Linked DNA regions of Mus musculus: all the other regions are linked to region 1. The links are chromatin contacts, called in public Hi-C, HiChIP or PLAC-seq, capture Hi-C and promoter capture Hi-C maps. All regions are on one chromosome and are shown on one strand. Each heading gives the region's core, a stretch centred on a gene start, on an enhancer-like site or on the middle of the called end of the contact. The rest is flanking DNA. Distances are from core to core; before and after follow the strand shown.

Region 1 (3,700 bases), core at 207-2,706:
TATGCCAGAGCTTTGGAGTCCCAAAAGAGTTATGAACTTCCTGGCCACATGAAATATCAGCCCTTAGCACGAAAGTAGTGAAAATACCCCTCGTGGCCAGCTTCAGTGTGACTTGGCCAGCAGAAGCCATCTCTACCATGACTCAAGGAATATAAGAAAAACCAAGAGCTAATTCATCGGGAATTGCTAACGTATAGAATTGGAAATGGATTTAATTTATATATATTTTTGGAGTAAACAGCTCACACTGTAGCCTGGAGCTCCTAGCAATCCTCCTGCCTCAGGCTCCAGAGTGCTAAAATTACAAGCCTACTGTCAGAAACCTTGCAGGATTTTAAAGAACAAAATAGTAAGGACACATAAGCAAAAAATGTGCAAGAGAGTGGATTTTGAGTGTACCTAGCCCAGGAATGTAGACCATGCCACTGGCTGAAAGCTCTTCCTAGGAAAACAGGATACTTAAGAAAATACAAACGGAAGAAATGAACTGGGCTTGTCAGTGGTGCAGTGAGATAATTAGAAATTCAAGGCCAGCCTGGGCTGAATTAAAGGCCAACTTGGGCTGGACAGAGAGACCTTGTCTTGAATAAACAAAAACCAAATACAAAACAGACAGGTAGGATAGAGAACCCAGAAATGCAGTTCCAAATTCATGATTTATACACCCACAGATTCAACTGTTATCTGTCTGTCTGTCTGTCTGTCTGTCTAACCTACACCTCTACCCATCCCATCTAGAAGATTGCATCTGTATTGAGTAGTAGACTTTCCCGGCATCATATTCCCTAACTTAGGTCTTACTGCTGTCTCACAGTATTTTTATTGTATTAGGTAGTTAGGTGATCTAGGAATTAATCAATGAAGCCTAGAGAATTACAGACCCTATGCAAATACTGTGTCATATACAATATTATGTCTGTATATATAATAGACCTAAGCATCTGCTTGAATTGAATATTATGGGGCATTGTAAAGGCAATACACCAAAGATACTGAAAAAAGACTGTATTTTCAAAGATCATATTAAGGGTAGCATCTAAATTTTCGTGGAAACCAGACAATTTAACCAAGGTCTTCGGAAAGAACTCGGTCATATTAATGTTTACTCTATATATTTTATTTATATATAATTATTATTTTCTACCTCCCCCCAGGGTATCTCTGTGTAACTCTGGCTGACCAGGAACTCGCTTTGTAGACCAGGCTAGTCTCGAAGTCACGAATCCACGTGCCTCGGCCTCCCGAGTGCTGGGGTTAAAGGCGTGCGCCCCACCACCGCCCAATTTAAATATTTAATTTTTTATAACTAGAAAAAGGAGCGTGCACATCTTGGGACACAGTTTCAAACTAGTAAAAAGAAGCCTCTTAGGCCACACCTTCGTTCTGTTTCAATGACTACATCACAAAAAACGTAGCCAATGAGAGTGGGCTGAGTGGCGGCTCAGCCAATGGACCTAGAGCGGGAGATTCGAAAGCGTCCGGGTCGCGGGGTAAACCGGTTCTCCGTGTGCGAGCGCCTAGTGGCGTAGGCTGCGGCTTTGCGGGGAACTGCGGGGGCTGCAGTGGTCCACGGGGCTGATCGGGTTCCGTTGGGCGGATCCACGTGCCCGCTATCCGCCTGGAAGGAGAGGTGCAGGAGTACCCCCGACCTTGGCTGCGTGCTGACTCGCTTCCTTCTGCCCGCCCAGGCTTGCACTCCCCGGGGATCTGCCTCTGCATCTCTTGCCTTCGCTGTTGTTTCCCTCTCTGTCCAGCTCCCCTCCCGCTCTCGCCCTGGAGAATGGCTCAGAAGGAGAACGCCTACCCGTGGCCCTACGGCTCAAAGACGGTAAGGTCCTGGCCACATTCCCCGCCCCACGTCCCCCGGAAGAAGAGTCCATGAAGATAGAGGCTGGCCTTGCAAATGGCCGGACTCTAAGCGTTTCCGACGTGTGGGCCTCAAGAATTTGCTTGCAAAACTCAGTCTGATCACTTGCAGTCTTACCGTAGCAGATGTTGCCAACCTGAATCTGAGGGCTTCCGTAGAGCTGAGCCTGCTCGTCACGTACAATAATAGTTGGGACTGAGCAAACATCATCGTGCTTTCGGGTCGTGAATCTCACTCTCGAGTCTGAAAAAATTAACTACACAGGAAATAGATTATAGAATAGAAGGTTACGGTTTAAAAGGTTCCGAATGATCTAAATATTTATGTACGGCCCTGGGTATGAAACCCCAGAGCTTCCAAGTTTTGATGTACCATCCATACTACACTCCAGCTTTGGAATGTATCGTACTGAGCGGTGGGAAGTAAGAATCCAAGTAGATTTGAAATGCTGTGTGTATGTGCGTGCGTGTGCGCCACACTGGAGATAGTAAGCACGGTGGTGCACACCTGTAATACAGCACACCCGTAACGCACTTGGCTACATGATGGGATCCTGTGGCCACCCCCAGATGAAGAGCCCTTCACTGTATATAGTCTGTTCCCTGTTGGTGGGACCTGAGCATCCTGGACAGTCTATCTCTTTCCTTGTCCCAGCTTCCTCCTCTGTGGAGCCCTGAGTCAAACTGACAAGCGTGCAGTCCTGTTACTTTTACCCTGATTTACTATCACAGGAAAATATCTATTACTCAGAGAACTTTGAAAGTGAAGTGACCCAAGTGTAAACATATCTTTTATTCTCCTGGCCTAATTTGTCATCCCCGAGGGTCACAGTGTGGTCAAATATCCTGCAACACCCCTAAAGCCATCAGTATCCCTATGTTCTGTTCCTAGAAAGAGATGAAGTTTTGTTTCAACTTCACAAGCTCAGGCTCTTACATAAGCCTGGGTGATGTGTTTAGAACTATCCAGACTGGGCAGTGATGTGCCTGCGGTGGGCTGGGGTCAGGGGAATTGGTGTAGTAGCCTCTTGCCTTGGGTTGTTTTGTCATTCGTTCATTTACTTTGCTTTTTAATTATTTTTGTGGAGGGTGATGTTAAAACAAGGTCTTCTAGCTGGGCGGCGGCGGTGGTGGTGCACTAATTTAATCCCAGCACTTGGGAGGCAGAGGCAGGTGGATCTCTGAGTTCAAGGCCAGCCTGGTCTACAGAGTGAGTTCCAGGACAGCCAGGGCTCCACAGAGAAACCCTGTCTCAAAAAACAAAAAACAAAACAAAACAAGGTCTTCTTTAGCTCAGGCTGCAGGCTGCCTTTCTCCTAACCAGGAGCCTCCACCTCCTTAGTGCTGGGGTTGTGGATGTGTGCTGGACGCTCTCAAGTTGTTTCATTCTTTTTATTCATTTTATTTTTGCAAGTTACTTTTGTTTTTCTCAAGACAGTTTCACTGAGTAGCGCTGGCCATCCTGGAACTCAGTCTGGCCTAGAACTCAGAGGTCTCCCTGCCTCTGCCTCCCAAGTGTGTGCCACTGCTGCTGGCTGCCAGTTGTTTCTTAATAACCCCTTTCACGTGGAGCAATGAGTAGATTCTTGGCTAGGCAGGCAGACCGTGCTGTATCAGTATTGTTCTGTGAACTGTGAGTGGATGGGTCCTTTAGCAAGCAGCTGAAATGCGCCTTGTAGCATATTCTGGCCAGGTTACCGGGACAAGGACGCCCTCAGAGTCACCCTTTGCTCCTCAGTCTCAGTCTGGCCTGAACACGTTGTCCCAGAGAGTCCTACGGAAGGAGCCCGCCACGACATCTGCGCTTGCTCTCGTGAACCGGTTCAACAGCCAG
Region 2 (3,700 bases), core at 654-3,153, 950 kb after region 1:
AGAATAGAAAGTTGGGACCAGGAGGTGGGGCTGGCTTTGGGGTGCTTCGGAGACCTCGACCAGCTCCTGGGGATGGGGAAAAGCGGTCTCGAATCAAGAAGAGCAAGAAGCGGAAGTTGAAAAAGGCAGATCGGGGAGATAGACTCCCACCTCCTGGCCCTCCTAGGGCTCCTCCCAGTGATACAGACTCTGAAGAGGAGGAGGAAGAGGAAGAAGAGGAAGATGATGAGGAAGAGATGACAGTGGGGGGTGGAGTCCCAGCCCCTGTGCTCCCAACACCCCCTGAGGCCCCCAGGCCCCCTGTTACAGTGCACTCTGAAGGTGCTCCCCCTACTGACAGTGAAGGCAAAGATGTGGGCAGCACAGAAACAAGCCAAGATGGAGATGCTAGCTCCAGTGAAGGCGAGATGCGGGTCATGGATGAGGACATCATGGTAGAATCAGGTGAGAAGTTGGGCTGCCCGGGGTGGGGAGCAGAGGTGATAGCTTTGGGGGCTCTTAGGAGTTGACGCCTTGAAGCAGAACACTAAAGAGATTTGTCTTTTCCAGGTGACGACTCCTGGGATCTGATCACGTGTTACTGCAGAAAGCCCTTTGCGGGGCGGCCCATGATTGAGTGCAGCCTCTGTGGGACGTGGATCCACCTCTCCTGTGCTAAGATTAAGAAGACCAACGTTCCCGACTTCTTTTATTGCCAGAAATGCAAGGAACTTCGGCCAGAGGCCCGGCGGTTAGGGGGTCTCCCCAAATCTGGAGAACCCTGACATCACTAAGGCTGGAACTTGTGACATTACTTGGGAACTGAGCCTCAGGGTCCCCAGCCTTCCCTTGGAGTGAGGAGGCTGTCCCCACTTGAGGGCCACAATTCCCAAGGGAGACGTATTTGGAAATGAGTGTCTTCTACTCTGTCCTTCCTGCTCCATGGACTTGAAGTTGACCCCATTACAGTTGGGTCGGGGAGGCTGGATCTGTAGACAGAATCTCTGTCCAGTCAACCCTGTACCCTTTTCACTTGCAGGTCCAGGGCTCAAACTGGGATGTAATGGGATAGTTGTCTATAAAACTGTAGTGTAAATACAGCACTCCCCTCATGTTTCTTCTCTCTCCCGTTTACTTTCTTTTACACCGGATGTATTTTTAATTTGGGGCTCCCCCATTTGAGCGAGGTTGCTCAGAGGTGGAGTACCAAAGCCTGTGGAGTGAGGAAGGAAAGAAAAAGGTGTCAATTAGCACTCGCCTCGTTTTTAATACTGTTGGCCGGCTGCTCAGACAGACGGCCTGCGTGTTGTAAATAAAGCAGAGTGGGCTCTTGTGTTTTACAGCCCTCCTTGTCCTATTTGGGGAGGGGATCTTTGGGAAACCTGGTGGAAGTCTTGGGTGGAGTTGGGGCTGAAGGCCACTTGTAAGTCCAGGGCTGTAATTCCACAATTTGGGAGGTGGAGATGGGAAGTTTAGGGGCCAAATCTGGCTTGGGCACTGTCTAATGCCCCTCAGACATCTCTGAAGACTATTTCGGCTTTCTCATCCCAAGTACAGTCTAGTAGGAGTACTGCCCTAAGGGTCCCAGGTTACAATTCTCACTCATCAGCCCATATCCCCGCCCCTCTTATAGTTGCTATTGAGGTGCCTTGAACCTCAGATGGGTAAGGCAAAGTGGGGGCCAGTTGCCAGCATTCCAAGAGTAGAAGCTTGCTAAGGTACTTGGGAGGGGGGGGGGCGGGTTGTACACGTTTGGGGGCGGAGTCGTCTAGGGCTGAAGACCGTTGCTCAAGGCAGTGGTCACGTGAGTGTCTAGGTGGAGCTTGTAGTAACGTGACTCAAGGAAGTCACGTGAAGCACAGTCGGCTGCGCAAAGTGGGCGGGCTTGGGTCACGTGGCATGGGGAGAGGTGGGCGGGGACCTCGGTGCTGCTCGCGACGTCCGTGGAGCTAGTGGCCCTCGACTGTGCGGTCTAGGTTTTGAGTCTCGCCACACAGCTCTTCCCGATCAGCCCGCTGGTCCCCGCCATCCTCCTTGGGCACGTCTTCCGCACTGGCCCTGCGCTGTTGGCGCTAGCGCGTCAGTTTGCGGGTGTGCGCAGGCGCGGCGGGGGCGCTTAGTCCTGTTGGGTGGGCGGCTGAGCCCGGGAGCGCGCGAGCGAGACCATGGCGGGCAGCAGCGCGGGGGGCGGTGGTGTAGGCGAGACGAAGGTGATTTACCATCTGGATGAAGAAGAGACTCCTTACCTGGTGAAGATCCCTGTCCCGGCGGAGCGCATCACGCTCGGCGATTTCAAGAGCGTTTTGCAGCGGCCCGCGGGCGCCAAGTACTTTTTCAAGTCCATGGATCAGGATTTTGGGTAAGCGCGAGGCCTAGACTGGGAAGGACGGTGGGTATGCTAGAGTGGATTGGGCGATATTGAGGGAGACCGGTCTACCTTGGACTGTTTCTGGCCTGTAGTGGAGCATAGCATATTGTACTGTGCTAAGGTAGAAAGCCCATCCCAAGACGGACAAGGTTATATTTGGACACATAGAAGAAAGGGCTGGATGGCGAGAAAATTAGGTTGGAGGAATGGGGAACACTGGTTTGTTTGGCCATTCTCTCTCCATGATTTTAGCCAAAAGGCAAAGAAGTGATGCTTGAGGTTATGCTAGGCTGTGCGGAGATTAGAGCCATCTATCTTTTGGTGAGCTGGGATGCTCGCTCTCAGACGTCTGCACGCGAGTTAGATAGAGATAGTCTGTAATTTTGTTTGCCTGTTTTGATTTGTTCTTTTGTTTGGAGGTAGGGCTTTATTCCTTGTATCCTAGGCTGGCTTCGAACCCATGGAGTTCCTGCCTTAGCCCCCAGAGCTGAAATAAACAGGTGTGAGCCAATATGCTGGGCATGCAGTGTTTTTATGTAGACCGGGCTATAGTGAGACAATTAGGCTATTCTGGCTTATTAATCAGGTTCCATAGTATTATTTTGGGATGGTAGAGTCTGTAATATTGCAGCGAGATCTATTGGGATATATTAGGCTGTTTTGAAGTAGACTTTCCTGGCAAAGCATGTACCATTCTGAACTTTTCTGAGTTCTTATTTCCTCTTAGGGCCAGAACCTCCTCTCCCCGCTACCCCGATACCCCCTGGGGGCTGAAGAGAGTTGGAGGATTTTTTTGCTTTTTTTTTTTTTTTAAAGATATTTTATGTGTTGGGCAGTGGTGGTGCACATCTTTAATCTGAGCACTTGGGAGACAGAGGCAGGCAGTTTTCTGAGTTCAAGGCTAGCCTGGTCTACAGAGCCAGTGCCAGGACAGCTAGGGCTGCACAGAGAAACCTTGTCATAAAACAAACAAAAGCTACTTTATGTGTTTGGGTGTTCTGCATGCATAGTGTGTACCACAAGCATGCAGTGCCCAATGAATCCAGTAGATGGCATGGGATCTCCTAGAACTGGAGTTAGCATCTGCCAGCCACTATGTGTGTGCTGGGACTTGAACTCCAGTCTTCTCCAGAGCCAGTCAGTCTGCTGCTGAGCCAAGAACTTCCTTCTGTTACTGAAGCTACCTAGAACACAATATAGAACAGGCTTGCCTTGAACTTGTAGCAGCCCTGCCTCTACACCTGCATCCATAGTGCTGGAACTAGATAACGTGTGGCAGTCAGGATGCCTGGCCCAGACCTGGGCTTTTTACAAGTTACAAGACAGGGACAAGTGGGAACAAATGGGGTAGTG
Region 3 (3,700 bases), core at 735-3,234, 940 kb after region 1:
GAGATCAATTAAAAAAAAAAAAAAACAACAACCAAAAAACAAAATGTCCTTTTCTGAGAAAAATAAAATAAAATGGGCAAAAAAGTTCTATCCAAAGGTTAATTTAGCCTACTACTCTTTGGAATTAGTATGTTCCTTTATCCTGCCTTGTGTTTTCAGTTCAATTCTAGCATCTATAGTCTTGAGCCTTATAATAAGGCCTAGAACAAACCAACTCCAAGGACACTTATATAAAAGATGATGACATCAACTTTAGAAGAAACTCAAGTGTTTCTTGGTTGACTATGCATTAACGTGCAAACATTAAAGCCAGAATGCTTATGTATATACAGCAAACTATCTAAGCGTTTACTGCTCTCTTTTGTTGAGTGAGCAACAGCCTCATTCATGTCCCTTCAGTCAAGCCGGCAAGCTGGTGCTAAAGTCTCTAAAAAAAACCCATCTCGCTAGTCTTTTAATTTTTACTGTTCCAAACCCTACGATACCAGTTTCTCCACAGTATGAGATTCTGTGCTGTCTGTTGAAGAGACGTCCTTAGCAGCTGTAGTCCGAATGAAACCTGTTTTAATGTATACTCACCGGCTGTTGACATCAGAGTCGAAACCTTCGCGAAACTCTTCTTCGCTCACTTCACAGCCCAGAACGTGGACCTGCTCCCCACTAAGGCAGAGATGAAGGAAATATATTGAAGAGTGGGGGTACCGGCTCCCTTTCCGGGAAGGAGAGGAGAAACTGTGGGCTAACTCACCGAAGTGCAGATTTCTTGATAAGAGCCTTCAGGAGACTACGCCCTTCCCACTCCACGGAATCTGGGGAGAGCCAAGGATGGGTGAGACCTACTGAGCCCTCAGGGCTCCGACCACGACTTCCACCCCTAGCTGGGTATCCATCCCCAGCGGGTCCTCCAGGCTCCCGCTCCTTCAGCCAAGCCCAAGGCTACCACCGCATGCCTTGATCCCTCACCTCGCAAAAGCACCAAACCACCGATGGCCAACAACGAGTCCAGCATCTCTGACGCCTCAGGACGCCTTCTGATGTCGTCACCACCGAGGAGGCGGGGCACTTACGATTGCTTCCAACCTTAAAGGACCGCAAAGTCCGGAAAGAGGAGCCTGGTTTTTTTATGCTCCGTATTCTCAGGGGGCTTACACGGAGGGGCCGCTCCAGAGTCTCTGTACACAGTCCTAGAGACAACATCCTTAATCTACTCTTGCACCATGACTGGAGCCAGAAGGGCCGTTGGAACAGTTATCAGTGGGATGGGGACAAGGACAGAGGTCTCACGAGCTCCAATCCCGAAGAAGGTTCGAACCTGGGAATAAATGATGTCACTCGGCCCCGCCCACACGGCGCCTGGCTTCTCTCCAGGTCCCGCCCCGCAGTAACCTAGTGCGCGTGCGTAACGCTGCACCCCGGGGTCAGAGCAGAGAGCTTTCCTTAACTTTCCCCTCCCTCCTCAGAATGAATTGAGGGAAACAGCAATCCCGGGGAAGTGAATACACGTCACTACCGGAAGTAATGTCAGAGGGGAAGAGGAGGAGGGAAGAGAGGAGGGAGCCCTTTGGGCGGTAAAATGGCGCCTGTCAGAGTGGGAAGCCTAGCTGCAGAGGCTGCAGCCCCGCTCCTCAGCGGCTAAGCGATCCTGACCTCGGGGAGGGGGAGGCCACTCCGGCCCAGCGATCCGTGCCCTTCGGCTCCCCCTCCCCCTCCTCCCCAGCTCCTGCGCCCAGGGGGCCCCCGAGAATCGCCGCGGCCCACCGCGCGCCGCCGCCGCCCCCGCCCGCCCCCTTCCCGGGGCAGACCCCTAGCGCGCCTGCGCAGAAGGCCACCCTTCGCTTCCCCCTTCCCCTCCCATCTCCCTCCCTCCCTTTTCCCTAGCCCCCTCCCCCACTGCCCCCTCCCCCAATTCTCCATCCCCTTCCCTCCTGGTCTCAGAGGACCCTGTCCTAGCCCGACCTGTTTCGGCCTGCAGCCCACGCGAAGTCGTCGGTGCCACTTCCCGCTCATGTGGGCCCCCGCGGGCTGCCCACGCCAGTCCCCCAGTTCCCGGTTCCGCTGGGCTTTCCCTTCGCTGGGGGTGGCTTTCTAAGCCACCCACTCCGTGCTCATCTCTGCAGCCTCTCCTGCCGCTCGGGGCCCCCGTTCCCCCTCCCTGCGGCGGGGGGCTGCCCCCGGGGGGCTGGCGGAGCTGGGCCGCGGGGGCCCCGGGGCCGGCGGTGCCGGGGTCATCGGGATGATGCGGACGCAGTGTCTGCTGGGGCTGCGCACGTTCGTGGCCTTCGCCGCCAAGCTCTGGAGCTTCTTTATTTACCTTTTGCGGAGGCAGATCCGCACGGTGAGTTTGCTTGGGTGCTGCCAGTGGTGGGGTCCTCTGTCCGCGGTGCTCGCGGAATTTTGGATAGTGCTGGGCCTCTGCTTTGGGCCTAGGAAGGGAGCCTTGGCCAGAGCTTTACCCGCTGGAGAAGTAGGACACCTTTAAGCAAGGTTCAGCCCTTAATAAAAGAACCATGATTTTTACTGGGTTTGCTTTCTTTCTTAATCTGCCTAAATGGGATAGGATTTGGCAGTTCTCGGGGGCTAGAATGGTGCTCTCCTTACGAAAGCTAGAGTTGTTGCTAAAGAAAGAAGAGGCCGGGAACACCTGTTTGCTGGTAGCCAGAACTATTGATATGGGCTTTGGAAAGACCCTCCTGTTGAAAGTCAGACTCCTTTGTCAGTGGTGTGGGTGGGTAGAAGGGCATATGGAGCAGGAATTGGAACTTGAGGAAAAGCCTTGGGTGTGAAGGAGCTCCTCCAAAAAGGCTCTGGAATTCTCTAGCTTGTGTGTATGGGCTTATTATTAAGACCCTGGGACAGAAAACGATGCTTTTCCAATAGGCATCTTTAGTTGTCAGATGCACATTAAAGTTGGGTGTCTCATTAGACAAGCTGGCTGTTAGCTGGAGAGCTTGCATCTGAAGGTGGGCATGTTTCTCCAGGCGACTCTAGCGATTATGAAGGGATACTTGGAGTGTAGAGACTGTTTGGATGAACCCAGGTATCTCTGGGTTCTCTCCCTCAAGCTTTTCTCCAAGGTAAACATTGTTTCAGCTACCATTCCTCCCCGCCGCCCCTGCCCCCAGCCCTGGCTGTCCTGGAACTCACTTTGTAGACCAGGCTGGCCTCGAACTCAGAAATCCACCTGCCTCTGCCTCCCCAGTGCTGGTATCAAAGGCGTGCGCCATCACGCCTGGCTTACCATCACTTCTTAATGAACATGCCCTCTGGAGTAAATCTCCTGAAGTCAGATTCTGGGGGGAAATGACTGAGTAGCATGCAGGCTTTGGCAGCCCAGGTCAGAATTCCCAGAAGGACCTTGGTGGTTCTGGTAGAAGAGGTGACTGAGGTGGCTTGGACTTCAGTTCCTTCTCTAGCAGTCTGTTTATTTCTTCCACTTCCTGCTTTAGGGTGAGGATTATTTTGGATGGTGGCTATAAGCAGTCCTAGTCTCCTGAGATAAAATAGGATCCATAGGGTGTGTGAGGCTGGCCAGGTGTGGGCCTAACTCCTGAGGTTTTCTTTATGCTCTGACCTCTCATCCTCTTTCTGACCTTGCTCTGAGAACCCTCCCTCTTTTCACAGCTCCTTTATTTATTTATCTATCTATTTATTTATTTTTGAGTGTGGGGACTAGTGTCCAGCCCAACTATGGAAAGACTTC
Region 4 (3,700 bases), core at 488-2,987, 880 kb after region 1:
CTCAGGTGTTACTCGCCACTGAAACCAACCACCCCCTCTTCCCCACACTCTGCCAGGACTATAATTAGGTGAGCAGCAATGAGCCAGCTGAAGGGCGGGGCTAATGGAGGGGTGGAGACGGAGGACAAGGCCCCACCCAGTTGTTACACCACCCCCCCACCCTGTCCACACACAAGCCAGTCATTGGTACAGGAAACCACAAGGCCTCTTTGGGGGATTCCCGCCTCCAACGTGCACTTGCAGATGCAGTCAAGGGAGAGAAAGTAGTTTCCTAAAGGATCCCACTGCCAAACATTTCGATCTCAGTTCCCGAAGGGAACTCAGCCTTTTGTCGATGGCCCTCCCACTTTTCCCAGGATGCACCAGTCCTGTCGGCTTTTCAGGCCCAGCCTGTACAGTCAGTAGAAAGTGAGGGGTGGTGAATGACAATAAAATGAAAGCAAAAGATTCGTAGTAGTAATAGAAATCGTACTAGGCTGGCAGAGTAAAGGACTTTAAAACACAGTAACTCCCAAACAAAACACGACAGGGAAGGCACTGGCATGGTGAAGATCGAAGATCACCGCAGGGGAACTAGAAGCTCACTACTTTCAGGCGCTGTCGGCATGGGCCGAGAAAGAGTTGGGCATCAGTCCAATCGCCCTCAGTTTCCCCACTTTTCCCGGTTTCCCCAGCAAAGCAGTACCACTTACATCTGGCTGGACGTCTCACTTCATATGAAGACTGAGGGATGAGCTCCAGAGGCCCATGAGGCTGGGGAACACTAACATATGCCTGCAACGGGCCCTGCGGGATGAGTGAGACCCAAGGGTAGGGTCTCTCCCGCACGCCAAAATCCAAGGCTCCGGAGAAACCCAAAAAAGACCAGAGCTCCTTGCGCTGAGGGTTGCCGGCTCGCGCCCACCATGTGGTCGCCCGGGGCTTCCGGTGGCCCGGGCCAGGGGGGAGGGGTCCCCGTGCAGCCATGCGGCCCCGGTCAACGTTCGGCCGCATGGCCTCGGACCCCGAGGGCAGCCTCCAATGGGGAACACTTCCGGTGCTACGGCTGCCCCTGCCCCAAAGCTGCGCCAGGCCAGGACCATGCCGCCTCCCCTCCCCCCGCCGGCCGCCAACCCCCTCCACATGCCCTCACCTAACAGCCCCCTCCCCCACCTCACGTGGCCGCGCAGCGCCGGTCCTCAACCGCACAGGAGCCTTTGCCCTGTCTGGGCCGATCTGGCCCCGGGCCCTCGCCCCGGCGTGGCCGCCTGGCGGCCTCTCCCGCGTGGCGGCCTCGCGGCTCGCCGTCCCCCGCCCTGCGTCGCTCCAACGTCACCCGGCCGGCCCCAACCGTCACCCCTCGCGCCAACCGGGCCCTGCACCCGCCTCTCCGCACCTCGCGCCGCTCCCTCACCGAACCCGTGCGGCGACAGCCGCCGCTCCCTTCTGCCCCCCTCCCCGACCCCCGCGTAGTTCCGTCTCTCGTTCGTAGCTCAAACCGAGGTTACGCGCAGGCGCGCCCTGCCCGCTCTCACCTCGCGCGAACGCACTGACTTGACCTGGTCCGCTCGCCGCGAGCCCAACTGCTGCCTCCGAACCCGCTACTGTGCTGCCGCCGCCGCCGCCGCCGCCTCTAGCGCCGCCGCCGCTGCTGCACACGGGTCTTAGTACGCAGGCGCCGACTCCCCACTGACCAACCAAGCAGCCCTATGACAGCCGCGCAAGCGTGCTAGGTAGCTCCACCACCTTCCACCCCCGCACTGCGCAAGCGCATGGACCCTCCCCGATCTCCACCCTCTCTCCCACCTACCCATCGGATGACGCACACACGTGACCCCGCCCCTTTCCAGTCCGTAGTGCTTCCAACCAGTCGGCAATGCGCAGGCGCACCGGGTTTTTTTTTTTTTTTTTTAAATCCCTTCAACCTCTTCTTCCCTCCCCTTGAGCGACAGCTCGCTCTACCGGGCAACCCTTGCGGCTGCGCAATACAGAACCCTGCACTCCACACCCTCCGAAGGAAACGCCTGGGTCTCAACGCATGCGTGTTAGGAATCCTAAACGCCCCTTCCACCTCAGACGTCGTCCCTACGCGGGGTGTTGAAAAGACCACGCCACTGTGCTGCTTGCGGCGTCAAGAACGCATGCGTCTGAGCAGGCGCCACACCTCGGCTTTAACTGGAATTGAACAACTCACAAACACGTTTCTGAGAACCTTTCTAGTTAGGTGTGTGGCTCTTCTCCGAATCGCTGTCCCAGCTCTGCACGTGCTCAAGAGACTGCTTTCCGTGGGAGACTCTGCTCTCACGCTAGTGTGGTCGGATTACAACCATCCCGGCTTCGGTACTTTACACAACTTGTGCGCTATAGTTTCAGTATCCAGAGCTATCCGATACAAGCCACCATCTTGTCTAAACCCTGGTTAGTGTTGATTCCTAAGGTTCGCATAGAAGCTTTTCCTTTCTAAATCCTAAATAAAGAGAACTACATAGCGTTTCCGATTGTTTTCCCAGGTCGGCTTGAGGTTTCTAAAAGGAAATGTCTAATGTTTCTTCCAAAATCAAACTCCCTATGAGAAGAGTGGCTCTGGACCAGGCGACACAGACTTTATTGCCAGATCGCTAGGAGGCTGAGACTTGTTATAAAGCCAGCACATAAAGTTGGTCTTGAAATTTATGATGCCTGTAATCTCTGAGTTTGAGAAACTGGAGCAGGAGAATAGAAAAAAACAAAACAGTGCAATATTAAATTACTTTGACGTTATCTAAAGATGAGCGATCAGGATTCCTACTCCTTAGATAATGCAGGCGTGGTGGAGCACTCCCTTAATCCTGTAAGAGCCAGGTGGGTTCAAGGCCAGTCTGGTCTGTACAGTGTGAATTCTTGACTCAAAAGCAAAACAAAAAAATCTGGTCTAGGAATCTAAACCTTTTTGGTGGTAGTGGTGGTTTTGTTGTTGTTTTTCAAGACAGGGTTTCTCTGTGTAGCTCTGGCTGTCCTGGAACTCACTCAGTCGACCAGACTGGCCTTAAGATCCACCTGCCTCTGCCTCTCGTGTTGGGATGTAAGGCATGCACTGCCACCTATAGTTTTGAGAAATCACTTCAAATTACTGTACTTTTAATTTCTTTACCACTAAGTAAGGATATTAAATGATATCTTAATCTCCAACTTACTGGAACGCTTGCAAGCACTTAATTGGAATTATTACGTGTTTGTGTAGCACAGTAGAACTATCCACCCTATATCTTTCAGTCACTTTTCCTGAATTTTCTGTCGTTTTCTGTGGAATGCCAGCACTGAGAAAGCTGAGATCAGCAGATCAGTAGTTCAAGGCTATGGTAGCCTACATAATCCAATCCTAGCCAGGCACAGGGCCTGCCACCCTCCCTCCCTGTAATTGCAGCACCTAAGGACCCAGAGGCAGAGGAAGGAGGATGGGAAGTTTATGGTCATTCTCTGGGTGTGGTAATACATGCCAGTAATCCTATCTCCTGGCTAAACAGGAAGATTGCCAGCCTGTGCTACATAGTAAAACCCTATTTTAAAATTCTGTCCCAGTACTGAAAAAGATATGAACTTCTGGACACATGTGACAACTGTAAAAGCCAAATGGTGCAAAGCTTGGGGCTAGGGCTATTCAGAGACAATTAGTAGAACTGTAAATGTCACAAACACGATACACAAAAAATATATTAGTGGTTGCCTAATGCAAAGGATTTAG
Region 5 (3,700 bases), core at 552-3,051, 860 kb after region 1:
TTAGCTTTCCCCCAAGGTCTTCACAGAAGGGCTGCCCCCCACCCAAGCTCCCCTGTCCATCGAGACCCACCCCACGTCTCACATACATGTCTTGGCAAAGTTGTCTGTGTCCTTTGAGTTTTTGTTGTCTCCGTACTGGAGGACCTTGGGGAGGAAATTGTCCATTGTGGCAAACCTGAAGGGGAGGGAGACTAGTTGGGGGTACAGAAGGGAAAAAAAATGATGGTGGGGGTAGGTGTTGGGTGGGGACCAAGCTGCTGATTGCCTAGATCAGCTTTGGTTAGGCCTGAGGAGGTAGGTAGTACCTACCATTTTAGGGTTTGAGGAACAAAGCTATCTGAGACTGCCTTCAAAGGTATGAGGGCAGAGGGCACAGCTCAACTAATCTCTGAGAGGGCTCTCACCTCTCTGCCACTGACTGAGGAGTCACCTTGAGAGAAGATTCTGCAGATGGGTCCTCATCGGTGTCCTGCAGCCTGCAGAGGAGGAGGAGGAGGAGGAGGAGGCAGTGTTTGTGCCCCGAGGCTTCTCTGCCTCTTCCTCATAGCCACATGTTAGAATACAGTTTAGGCTCAAAAGCTAGGGCTTAGCACCTGTGGTAGGGGGTTCTGGGCTCATCCGCCTTCATAAAGCCATAGTCTTTGTCAGCAGGGTGGTAGGTAGCCAAGATGTTCATTTCATCCCAGCGCTGAGACTTCCTAAGGTGAGGGAAGGAGCAAAGGAGGAAGCTCTTCTGGCGACCCTCTCCTAACAGAGAGGTCTCCTTCATTCTTCCCGGCATTCAAAAAATTCTTCTTATATTCCCTCGTAGAGGCTAGGATGGGAGCCAGATACCCAGTGATAATCAGTGCTGTGTGGCCAGGATTCCTGTGACACCTGCTGCCCTCTCCAAGTCATGGAACTTCAGATTTCCAACCTATTTGACCTCACCACCTCTCCCTAACCAGGGCCTTGGGACTCTGTTTTTTTCTTGGCTTCAGCTCAAGGTGTCCTGAACTCCTCCCTCCCTCCCGTCTCAGGGCTGCTGGCTAAAAGCTGAGTTGCTGCTATTTAAGCTCTCACCTTTCTTACTCTCTAGCCCTCCTTCCCTCGCTCTTTCCCCCTGCCTTTCTACAATAAAGCTCTAAAACCATTAAAAAAAAAAAAAACAAAAAAACAAAAAAAAAAAAAAAACCAGCTGAGTTGCTTACTTCTCCGAACCGGGGGGTTTCTTTATCAAAATGGAGCTGCTGTTTTTTAGGATGCTCCGAGGCCGCTCCGTGAAAGATGTCCCGGAGTGTGTACTACTCTCCGAGCTGTACACTTTAGCCTCCTCCGGCCCGGGGGTGGACGCCTTAGTTGCACCAGTTCCAGTGCCAGGGGATGTGCTGGACCCAAGGCTTGCAACCTCCTGAAGTTGCGGAGCGGGTCCTGAATTGAGGGTCACTGCCCCTTCAGAGGGCTGAATTGGACCAGGACTGCGGACTACAGGGTTCCCGGAATGCAAGAGGGAGCCAGGACCGCGAAGCAAGGCTACTCCGGGGGGTAATCCGGTGTCTGTTTGCATACCTCTGGCACTGCCAGGTACTGCCCTAGAAACCCCCCCAGGGGATTCTGCACTGAGGCCACTAACAGGTGCGAGAGACTCCGGCTTCTCCATAGCTCAACTTGGTAACCACTTCAATTCCACTGCCTACCCTTCTAGCTGCACATAGCCCTGCCCGTTGGCCCTGCCCCCATCGCGGCGGGCGGTGGGCGCTGGGGGCTCCGGGTCAGACCGGACCTCCTCTGCCTCTTCTCCCTGGCGCTGAGGCAGGTGAAAGGTCGACTATCAGACTTCAGCCTGGGAGTTCCTCCGCACACCCTTCCCTTATTGTTACACCCCAAGACTTTCTTTGTCTCTGTAATTTGTTCCCGCCCTTCTCCATCACCGCCCTTCTCCGAATCAACCAATCACAGTCAAGGGGCCTGGCCAGCGGTGAGGAGCCTTGTGATGTCACAGCCCCGCAACACCAGGGAGAGCCTGAGTAGGGCTGGGTTCTGTTAATAGCTCTCAGGTAACCTCTCAGAGGTGTCCGCTCTGTCCCTTGAGATTACCCAACGGGACACCGCTAGGATTTTTATTAGTAACTTTTAAGATTTAAGAGTTTCATTGGCACAGAGCTCAAGTTGGCCTTGAAATGTGTGCGGGTAGGAGAGGTGTGATGCAAAGTCTGTGGGGCCGGAGCGGGGTGAGGTGCGAGACTGGGTCAAGGAGAGGTGTGATGCGTGATCGGATTGCGACATTTCCGGCCTCGGCACTGTGAAGGGCTGAGACTTGGATTTATAAAACTACTTTTTCTCTGTCCCGAAGATAGCGTTTACTTCCATCGCCTTAAAGCGTGCGGTGTTAGGGGAAGCCACCAGCCCTTGCGTTAAGGCGAATGCTCTAATATGTCGCTTTTCCCTAACAAGGGTTGGGTCCAAGGCGCCGGGCGACGTCGCAAAGTGTATCTGGGCGCCAGCACGCCTTCGTCGCAAAGACGCCTGCGGCGGGCGATTCTGCCATCCACTGTCGCAAAAGCAGCCCAAATCTTCCCGGCTCTCGTAGCCTCTGTCGTCCCGCTGGGCCGTAAAGCAGTCCCCCGACCCCGTCGTCCTTCCGTTCCCCTCGTGAGAGACCTCGGTTCCTTAGCTGCGGACGCTTCAGTGCCGTAAAGCACACCAGGCCCCAGCCCCCCGGCCGTATTCCCCCAGGGCGTCTGGCCGCCGCGGTTGCCACGGTGCCGCCAAGCGCGGCTGTCGCGCGGCCGCGGTATCAGCGGCGATGGCGGCGGGGTCGGGTGGGAGTGGGGGCTCTGGGGCGGGCCCCGGGCCAGGACCGGGGCCCGGCGGGGGTGGGGGCCCTGGCAGCAGCGGACCAGGCCTGGGGTCCGGCGGGGGTCTCGGCGGTGGCGGGGAGCTGCACCCGCGCACCGGGCGCTTGGTCAGCCTGTCGGCCTGCGGGCGCACGGCGCGGCGGCAGCAGCCGGGCCAAGAGTTTAACCACGGGCTGGTGCTGAGCCGAGAACCCTTGCGCGATGGACGCGTCTTCACCGTCCGCATCGACCGCAAGGTGCAAAGCCGGGGCAGCTGAAACGAGGTGTGGAGGGGAGTGGGAGGGGACGGGAGGGAGAAGCGGTAGGACTGCCAGAAGGTCTGCATCTCCAACCGAGCCTCCAGGTACCGATAGCGAGCCGGCACACTGTAGTGCACCGGGGAAGAGAAAGGAGAAGGACACGGAGCAGACACATTCATTCTGAAGGAGCATTCGTTTCCCGCAGGACAGGGAGCCAGGGTCCGGTGGTTAGAATGGCTAGTGAACACGTCTAGCACAATCTCTTAGGGATGGAAGACTGACAGGTGCCCGAGATGGAAGAGTAGAGAAATAATAAAAAGCGCAAACTGTTGACAAACGTCCCAAACCAGAAAGATAGATGAGGAGACATGCGAAAAAGGGAGTGTATGTGACTTGCTTGACTCCAAAACGAATTTGGAAAGAGAAGAGAATGAATTTGGGTGGAGCTTTGCCCTACTAGAGTATTGGGGTTGGGAATGAGAGTGATGTAGGAGAGCGAGCATTGTGGACCTAAGAAGCATGGGATTGGAGTGGCTGAGGAGCTACAGAGACTGGGAAGTAAGAGGAGATCGGGTTAAAACCAGGGCCTTTAACCAGCTTGTTCAGTGGGTAGAGGGGGTGATG
Region 6 (3,700 bases), core at 622-3,121, 840 kb after region 1:
AGTCTAGGGAGCAGGTTACATTTGATAAGTCAAAGTCCTCCCACCTAGTGCTCAACCCGCCAGAGCTCTGCTAGGTTTAGCCTGGGCAAAGAGGTGCTATCTTACTTTGCCACACTTCTGAATACAGAGGACCCATCCTCAAGCAAAAACAGGCTAGAGAATCCACGATGCTTTCCCAGGATAAGCCCCCGCGTAGACCTTCTGGACCATTCGTGAGTCTTGTGGGGTGGAAGGGGGCAGCTCGATCTGGGAACCCCAGCTCTAGGCTCTGGCCAGGTATGGTGGAATCCCTGACTTTCATAGCTACCACACCAGTACTAGAAAGAGGTTTTAGAAGAGCCACAGGCCCCTTGGCTGACTCATCCCCCTCCTCTGCAGTCAAGTGGAGGGCAGCACCCTCAGTGGCGCACAAAGCGCAAGGATCTAGAGTTCAGAAGGTCTTCAGGGTCTGGGAAGACAGAGTCCAGGCGGAAGCCATGTTCCAGAGCCACCCGTAGCACCTCCTCCAGGAATGTAGGCGTGTTCGCTACCTCCCGACGATCTTCTGGCCCCCCAGTCCACAGTGGCTGCAGCCCCAGTCTTTGATACTCTACTTCAGGGAGTTCCTGGGGGCGGGAGGCCCACTCTAGCCGAAAATGTGGACCTCCTTCTGCCCTGTCCCCAATGGCCACACCAAATCTGTTGCGCATGGCAGCCAGACACTCAGGGTCAGTGCAGAAGAGGTTGGCTCGGAAGGTGTCCACCTGGACAGAGCTCAGCTCATAGTGGTGGGGGCCCCTTCGAGCGGAGAAGTGCACCTGGCGGGGGCTGACATCTACATCTGCATGGAGTAGGGCGGCTGTGGATGCAGGTGTACCCCGAGAGGCTTCCAATTCCCGCAGGGCATCCAGGAGGGGCCGGATCTGGTAGAAGTCAGCCTCTGCCTTAAGAAGGGCAGTTTCTCCGTACCCACGGGGCAGGTCCAGACGGCCTAGCCGCAAAAAATTGAGGATGTGCCGGAAAGCCTTGCCATCCCTGTCGATGAAGTAATGGCCATCTCCTTGCGGGTTAAGGTTGGCTGGCATTAGGGTGTCAGCCCTAAACATGGCCCCCAGCATGGAATCTGGGAAGCGAGTCAGGGTCTCCAGTGTAGTGGAATATAGTGTTCCCCCCACATTTAGGGTCACGGGACCCCCAAAGGAAGGGGGTAAAGAGGACACAGGAGGGGGGGAAATTTTGGGTAATATAAGAGACAGGCAAGGAGAAGGAAAAAGCAGATATTTGGGGGTTTGGAAAGAATTGGGTGGTAACGTTCAGACTTGCTAAGTTGGAGGCAGAGGTTGGAGAACAAGACAGTAAAGTTTGTAGCTCACCCAAGCTACTTTGGTGGTGGTTGGGGGCTTCAGGACACAAAAATCCCCGAGAGGATGAAAGAACCGATGAAAGGAACAGACGGCAGCCAGACAGGATCAGGGAGCTTTTGGTCCAGACGCTTCTGATTGTGCGTGGTCAGCGATTCCCTCCTGTACTCTTCAGACAGTGGGTTTCCGAAATTCAACCAGCAGGTGACGGTGGTGAGCACCGGTCGGACGCTGAAAGGATCAGTTTGAGTTTCTGAGCTTTTGTAGTTGTAGAGTCCACGTCGGGTTCCGAGGACCTGTTCAGAGGCCCAGCCAGGGTTAGGGGCGTGTGTCCCAAAAGATGGAGGCGCAACTGATAGGAGCCGGTAGCCAGCAGTTCTGTATGGCTTGGGAGAGGCGATGCTCTTGCAGTCAGAGCTGAGAGTGTCCCGGGACTCTGTTGGGAACAGTGTCTCAGGGCTCGGGCGTTACCGCCTTCCTGGGTTGTCGCAGCAGGCACTGAGGTCCTCTCCACCCCCAGGAAGTGGCCTAAGGGCAGCGGTCAGTGGCCCTTTAAGCGACAGTCCCGCCCCTTAGCGCCCCGCCCTACGCCCCCGTGGGCTGGCCGGGCTCTGCTATGGGTGGGAGCCGGCCTTGCCAGTGCGAGAGATGGGGCGAACAGGCTGGACCGGCCGACTGGAGCGGGGGTGGAATGATTCACAGGCTTCGTTGCGGATGTGGCCGCGACGGCCCCGCGTTCCCTGCAGATGTGCATGACCTCACTAGTACAACTTAGTCGAGGATGGAGTCTCCAGTCCATCCTTCTAGTCTGAGAGAATCCACGTCTCCGGGTTGGATCCCGGTCGGGAACTCCCGAGGGGGCGGATGCTGAGCCATCGCATTCCCGGGATGCCTTCGGGCCATCCCAGCGAGCCCAGGTTCCCACGCGGTGGCTTCCCTGGTCCCCTGGGCTCGAAAGCCCCTCCCGCCAAGCCACCGGGTGCTAGTCAACTTCCTCCTTTAGAGAAACCCTAGCCTCTTGAGTAACCACGGCTACCCGCACCTGGGTGGCCAGTGTGCCAAACACTCTGCCGGGCCCCCAGGTGGCGCACAGTAAATGAACTAAGAAAGAAGCCAAGCTGAGAGACTTTAATGGAGACTTCAATGGGGCAGGGTGGGGAGGAGCCTGGAATCACAGAGTATGGAGGTCGTGACTGCGACGGCTCAGTTTCTCTGGGTCGTCCGACGCCATGAGGGAGAAGTCTCGGAATATGTCGAGATACGTCTCGTCTCCTAAGGAAATCAGAGGAAAGACTGGGAGGCTGGACAGCCGGGCTACACAGTAGGGGTGGTCCTGGCAGGGTAAGCACTTTAAAGTGTGGGTGCATCCTAAGTACAGTACCTTTGTTCCACAGGTCAGGCACGTTCGCTGTGCCCAAAACATGTTTGTTGAATAAACAATGGTATTAATGCAGTTGGGTACTAAGGGGTCAGGCATTTCGGTATGGACCTGGGGTCGGGGTCGGGGTGAAATACGTGGTTACTTTACCTGCCTGGCCCTGGGCCGCTTCAGCCTCCCTCATCTTTGCCAATCGTAGCCTGAAGGGTGGGGATTAAGGAGTAAAAGACCTGGAACTTCGCCAAATCCCCATCCTCTGTCCAATTCTTGAGTTGTGTCACTCCTTAAAAATGTCTGTCCATAACTAGTGCTTAAAGATAAAAGCTTACACTCACGAACATTTTTGCAATGTTGGTGTCCTAATAATGGCTCCCCAGGTGAACTCTCAGTATCTCACCCAACTGGTCCATGCTCCTGCTCCACACCCCTCTCCACACACACACACACACACACACACACCCCAGACCTCACCCTCCAAGTCAGGTTTTGACGTTAGTCTCACCCCAACGAGGACTGTCCAAGCATCAGTCTGCCCCTTCGGCATACTCACAGGGTTACGATGTCAGCATTAGTGGTTTCCATTGCGATAGTCAGAGGGTCCCTGCCTTCTGTGTCTCGAGCCCCCAGATCAGCACCCCGTTTCAGGAACAGGCAAGCGAGCCTAGAGAAGAGAGCTAAATTCAGCAACAGGCATCCCCCAATTTCACTCCCAGAAAGCTTCCTCCCCATGGTGCCATTTCCATGGCTCCCTACCCTGTGTGACCAAGAATGGTGGCATGGTGGAGAGGACCCCGGCCGGCACTGTCTGCTTGGTTCACATTCGCCCCATTTTGGAGGAGAAACTCGCAGGCCAGAAGAGAGTTCTGCATAGAGATCAAGAAGATGGCATTTTTAGAGGTGGATTTTTGGATGTTTCAGGGCTCAGTGAGGTGTCAGGCTTGGTCCTCGACCTTTAGATGCTCATATATTAAATCTATCCCGG
Region 7 (3,700 bases), core at 339-2,838, 800 kb after region 1:
AAGAGAGGCCCTTTGGACTTGCAAACTTTATATGCCCCAGTACAGGGAAATGCCAGGACCAAAAAGAGGGAGTGGGTGGGTAGGGGATTGGGGGGGTGGGTATGGGGGACTTTTGGGATAGCATTGGAAATGTAAACGAGAAAAATACCTAATAAAAAAGAAAGAAAGAAAAAAAAAGAATGCAGACCTCAGCAGTGGAAACATGGCCCTTGTTGGTAAGACCACCCATTGCTCTGTGCTCAACCTTACACTGAAGTGGGCTTATTTGGCATTTGGGGACAGTTAAAGCTTCCTTCCGCTCATTTGCTGGGTTTTCAGCACTAGTAAGAAGTACCCCCAAAGGAACGGGATCTTAGAGGTGAAAGGTCAACAGAGAGACCAAGATATATGAAGCCAGGGATTGCACGGGCAGGCAGTAAATGACATAGCACAGCAAGGCAAGGGGGAGGAGGGGTCTGTGCTGTGCAGAAGGGTCTCAGAGGCCTAGCATGACTCAACTTGCAATTTTCTCCTTACATCCTATCTCTGAGGCATAATGAAGTCATGTTCCCTCATATACACATCAACACTGCCTCACTGCCCTGGTCTCTGGTGCAATCCACCACAGTAGGACCAGATTTCTGTAAGAACCTCTCCCTTACCTTGGCCTGCCCACAGCCTCCTGGGTTGTTCTGACACAGTAGTTCTCAGTTTAGGCTGTACAATAAAAACTAGAATTCTAAGAATCCCTAGTCTGCACCCCAAGCACTAATATACAATTGATAGGAAGTTAAGACCCAGGCACAAGTGATGGGCTAGTTTCGGCTTTGTTTCTTTAATATCTCCCCTAGTGACCCAGGTCACTCCCAAGCTGACCTGGAACTCGCGATCCTCCACACCTGCCCAGATACTATGCTATCTTCTTTTGAGGAAAGGAGTCTTTTGAGAGAGTCTCCCTATTGTAGCCCTGACTTGGTCTGGAACTATGTAAAACAGACTGGCCTCATACTTGTGACTCTCCTCTTGCCTCTCCTTTCCCAAACGCTGGGATTGCATGTTTTGCCTCCATACTGGGGAATGGAGGGCCTGTTCTGTTCAAGTGTCTTTCCCTGAGCCTTACCTCATGCACATTCATTACTGTTACCTTTTGAAAGTCTGTCACGCGTGTAATGGGCGTGCCTGAACTGAGAGGTGACTGAGTGGGTCAACGCTGTGACAGGGGGAGAACACAGCGAGGTCGCCCTGAGAAGAACACCGAGCCAAGTCTGGGAGGCAAGGAATGAGTGTGAATGGTGTTCCGCTGCGTCAGCGAGGCCCGCCCCGCCCTTGGGAGGAGGATCCCGGGGACCGGAGCAGCCACGCGGTGGGGAGGCAGAGCAGCAACCCGCGGAAAAGGCGAGGGTCTTGCTGCTGGGGATAGGGCCGCAATCACCCTCCAACAGGCCAGGTCTCCAAGCCTCTGCAGTCGGAGCGGAAGGGGCGGAACCACGGTGAACAAAGCGCACAAGGTCCAAGGTCCGCGGCCCCGGGGGAGGAGAAGCGCCTGCTTTCTGCGCAGTCGCCCCGCCCGGACTGGGGGGCGGGACTTAGGCGACCCGGGGGTGGGGTCAGATCTGGGCCCGCCTCCACCAGCGCCTGTGAGCCCCGGAGTGCGTGGCCCCCCGACTTATTCTGGGGGCTTCAGGTGAGCCGGACCATAGAGGGGTTAAGGAGACTTTCCTCGGGGTCAGGTCATCTGTCTGACCTCAGGACCATCTGCCCTGCCGTCTGCCAACAGCCATCTCCGTAGAAAAAATGGGAGAACAAAGGGAGGGGGCGGTCCTGGGGCCCCTAAGAAAATTCAGGGTCCTAGGTACCCCGCCCCGCCCGCTGACACTTTCGGTTTCTCCCCGAGTCTTAGGTGCCGCCCTAGAGACCCTGGGCCCGTACTGGGCGCAGCTACCTCTTCGCCTCTGCCTGTCCGTCTTTGTTTCTGTGTCTGTCTAGCTGTTCCCGAGCTTGTCCCACTCCAGAACTAAGTCTCCCCTACGCCAAAAGCCCAAGACTCCCCTCCTGATTCCCATGGCAGGTACGTTGACGCTAGGTTGGGGTCTCCATTATTCCCCCCTGCCCCCACGAAATTGGGTGCCGGGTGTCGAACACATTCTCCAGGAATGTGCTCAGACTGGCTGCGTGGGGCCCTCCCTTCCTCCTGGGGAGCCACCGCCCTGCCCCTCCGCCCCATCATTCTCTGCCTCTTCTTACGTTTTCCGCGGGTGCTCCTGGTCCTTGGGCTGTGAAAGAAGAGTCCACAGATAACTTTCTAATCTACTCCTGCTCCCCTACAGGCTACTTGCCCCCCAAAGGCTATGCCCCTTCACCCCCACCTCCCTACCCCGTGCCATCTGGGTATCCAGAGCCGGTGGCTCTGCATCCTGGACCGGGACAAGCTCCAGTGCCCACCCAGGTGCCTGCCCCTGCTCCCGGCTTCGCTCTCTTCCCCTCGCCAGGCCCAGTGGCTCCAGGGCCTCCTGCTCCTTTCGTGCCATTGCCAGGGGTGCCTCCTGGCCTCGAATTCCTAGTGCAGGTGAGTGAGAGAGAGGATGGCTGGGAGGAGAACTGAAGTTCGAGGTGACGGATAAGGTCAACGCTGCTCTTAACTCTTTACAGATTGATCAAATCTTGATTCATCAGAAGGCTGAACGAGTGGAAAGTGAGTAGGAGATGGATGGAGCAAGATGGGCTTCATGATCTTTATGGCAGTGGTTAGCTTCTGGGCAGGTGGCCCCCGAGCCTCAGCGTGTTGCCCTTCCCAGCGTTCCTAGGCTGGGAGACCTGTAATATGTATGAACTTCGCTCCGGAACCGGACAGCAACTGGGTCAGGCAGCTGAAGAGAGCAACTGTTGTGCCCGCCTGTGCTGTGGTGCCCGCCGACCATTTCGAATCCGCCTAGCGGACCCTGGGGACCGCGAGGTGCTCCGGCTCCTCCGCCCACTTCATTGTGGCTGCAGCTGCTGCCCCTGTGGTCTTCAGGAGGTGGGCATGGCAGGTTTTGGGGTGGTTGGTGGGCAGTGTATGGTAAGCAGCGCAGAAAGAGTTGTGGCTTTAATAGGAGTGGGGGCGGTTTAGTTGAGGGTCTGAACAGTCAGAAGACAGCTGGCACCAGTGAAGAGCGCTGGCCAAGGTGTCCTGGCTTGACAGTAATCCTGTCTGCTTCCCTTTCCAGATGGAAGTCCAGGCTCCACCTGGCACCACCATTGGCCATGTGCTACAGACCTGGCATCCCTTCCTTCCTAAGTTTTCCATCCTGGATGCTGATCGCCAACCTGTTCTACGAGTTGTAGGGCCTTGCTGGACTTGTGGCTGTGGTACAGACACCAACTTTGAGGTATTATGAATTAGGGGGCGGTGATTTCTAGGCTCTTCACAAACCAAGATTGGGGGCGATGAGCTGGCTCAGAGGGTGAAGGTACTTGCCACCAAGTTTGACAACCTGGGCCCTAGCCATGAGTCCCATATTGTAGAAGACAGTTCCTGCAAACTGTCCTCCCCACACACATGCCATGGTGCACGCAATCAATCAACCAAGCAATCATTCAATCAGTCAATGTAATTAGAAAAACAAGAAGAAAAGGCAGTAGCCTCCGTGCTAACGGATGACTTAAGGTCAAGACCTGTCTGAAACCAAAAATGTCTTCTTCAGTCCAAGACTGCATGTTCCCTACAGCCCTGCAGGGCCTT

What was found. Promoter capture Hi-C pulls out the DNA fragments that hold promoters and counts their contacts. Hi-C and Micro-C count contacts between places; a contact is called where the count stands out from the background. HiChIP or PLAC-seq counts read pairs in DNA pulled down with a chosen protein or histone mark. Capture Hi-C pulls out chosen DNA fragments and counts their contacts.
Region 2: an H3K4me3 HiChIP or PLAC-seq map of bone marrow-derived macrophages shows a contact between it and region 1, with 4 times the contacts expected there. The contact joins the promoter of Dvl2 here to the promoter of Aurkb in region 1. A contact is called at or near these places in 13 of 39 promoter capture datasets (the 3T3-L1 cell line, the C10 cell line, HPC-7-derived erythroid cells and 9 more), 6 of 115 datasets of contacts at active chromatin or transcription factors (bone marrow-derived dendritic cells, bone marrow-derived macrophages, embryonic stem cells and 3 more) and 2 of 9 other capture datasets (liver and macrophages).
Region 3: a promoter capture Hi-C map of erythroid cells shows a contact between it and region 1, with 3 times the contacts expected there. The contact joins the promoter of Elp5 here to the promoter of Aurkb in region 1. A contact is called at or near these places in 9 of 39 promoter capture datasets (the C10 cell line, the HPC-7 cell line, cranial neural crest and 6 more), 1 of 484 Hi-C or Micro-C datasets (B cells), 7 of 115 datasets of contacts at active chromatin or transcription factors (bone marrow-derived dendritic cells, bone marrow-derived macrophages, embryonic forebrain and 4 more) and 2 of 9 other capture datasets (liver and macrophages).
Region 4: a capture Hi-C map of macrophages shows a contact between it and region 1, with 2.5 times the contacts expected there. The contact joins the promoter of Eif5a here to the promoter of Aurkb in region 1. A contact is called at or near these places in 8 of 39 promoter capture datasets (the C10 cell line, the HPC-7 cell line, cranial neural crest and 4 more), 4 of 115 datasets of contacts at active chromatin or transcription factors (bone marrow-derived macrophages, embryonic stem cells, large pre-B cells and 1 more) and 1 of 9 other capture datasets (macrophages).
Region 5: a contact with region 1 is called in a Hi-C map of B cells, with 8 read pairs. The contact joins the promoter of 2810408A11Rik here to the promoter of Aurkb in region 1. A contact is called at or near these places in 5 of 39 promoter capture datasets (the C10 cell line, the HPC-7 cell line, cranial neural crest and 2 more), 1 of 484 Hi-C or Micro-C datasets (B cells) and 4 of 115 datasets of contacts at active chromatin or transcription factors (bone marrow-derived macrophages, embryonic stem cells, memory CD8 T cells and 1 more).
Region 6: an H3K27ac HiChIP or PLAC-seq map of embryonic stem cells shows a contact between it and region 1, with 2.4 times the contacts expected there. The contact joins the promoter of Kctd11 here to the promoter of Aurkb in region 1. A contact is called at or near these places in 2 of 39 promoter capture datasets (cranial neural crest and liver) and 5 of 115 datasets of contacts at active chromatin or transcription factors (bone marrow-derived macrophages, embryonic stem cells, memory CD8 T cells and 2 more).
Region 7: a contact with region 1 is called in a promoter capture Hi-C map of the C10 cell line, with 6 times the contacts expected there. The contact joins the promoter of Plscr3 here to the promoter of Aurkb in region 1. A contact is called at or near these places in 10 of 39 promoter capture datasets (the C10 cell line, cranial neural crest, embryonic stem cells and 5 more) and 4 of 115 datasets of contacts at active chromatin or transcription factors (astrocytes, bone marrow-derived dendritic cells, embryonic stem cells and 1 more).

The regions. Positions count from the first base shown.
Region 1 is chr11:69,044,181-69,047,880 of GRCm38.p6, forward strand. Aurkb (aurora kinase B) reads left to right here and starts at 1,457. Exons shown (of 8, transcript NM_011496.2): 1 at 1,457-1,828; 2 at 3,605-3,700. The coding sequence starts at 1,781.
Region 2 is chr11:69,998,689-70,002,388 of GRCm38.p6, forward strand. It overlaps Dvl2 (dishevelled segment polarity protein 2), which reads left to right and starts at 1,904. Exons shown (of 15, transcript NM_007888.4): 1 at 1,904-2,338. The coding sequence starts at 2,145. It overlaps Phf23 (PHD finger protein 23), which reads left to right. Exons shown (of 5, transcript NM_030064.4): 4 at 1-444; 5 at 550-1,323. The coding sequence ends at 764.
Region 3 is chr11:69,979,251-69,982,950 of GRCm38.p6, forward strand. It overlaps Elp5 (elongator acetyltransferase complex subunit 5), which reads right to left and starts at 1,985. Exons shown (of 9, transcript NM_018740.2): 1 at 1,957-1,985; 2 at 964-1,312; 3 at 749-809; 4 at 580-660. The coding sequence starts at 1,009. It overlaps Ctdnep1 (CTD nuclear envelope phosphatase 1), which reads left to right and starts at 1,918. Exons shown (of 8, transcript NM_026017.2): 1 at 1,918-2,335. The coding sequence starts at 2,234.
Region 4 is chr11:69,919,649-69,923,348 of GRCm38.p6, forward strand. It overlaps Eif5a (eukaryotic translation initiation factor 5A), which reads right to left and starts at 1,738. Exons shown (of 6, transcript NM_181582.4): 1 at 1,515-1,738.
Region 5 is chr11:69,899,113-69,902,812 of GRCm38.p6, forward strand. 2810408A11Rik (RIKEN cDNA 2810408A11 gene) reads right to left here and starts at 1,802. Exons shown (of 9, transcript NM_001382461.1): 1 at 1,191-1,802; 2 at 594-698; 3 at 405-476; 4 at 87-175. The coding sequence starts at 1,639. Neurl4 (neuralized E3 ubiquitin protein ligase 4) reads left to right here and starts at 2,704. Exons shown (of 29, transcript NM_001013414.3): 1 at 2,704-3,073. The coding sequence starts at 2,786.
Region 6 is chr11:69,879,114-69,882,813 of GRCm38.p6, forward strand. Kctd11 (potassium channel tetramerisation domain containing 11) reads right to left here and starts at 1,872. Exons shown (of 1, transcript NM_153143.4): 1 at 1-1,872. The coding sequence starts at 1,097. The coding sequence ends at 399. Acap1 (ArfGAP with coiled-coil, ankyrin repeat and PH domains 1) reads right to left here. Exons shown (of 22, transcript NM_153788.3): 19 at 3,472-3,581; 20 at 3,269-3,379; 21 at 2,869-2,918; 22 at 2,454-2,612. The coding sequence ends at 2,512. It overlaps Mir6924 (microRNA 6924), which reads right to left and starts at 2,981; the gene lies at 2,919-2,981.
Region 7 is chr11:69,845,029-69,848,728 of GRCm38.p6, forward strand. It overlaps Plscr3 (phospholipid scramblase 3), which reads left to right and starts at 1,589. Exons shown (of 8, transcript NM_023564.4): 1 at 1,589-1,663; 2 at 1,880-2,047; 3 at 2,307-2,545; 4 at 2,629-2,671; 5 at 2,775-2,995; 6 at 3,186-3,347. The coding sequence starts at 2,041.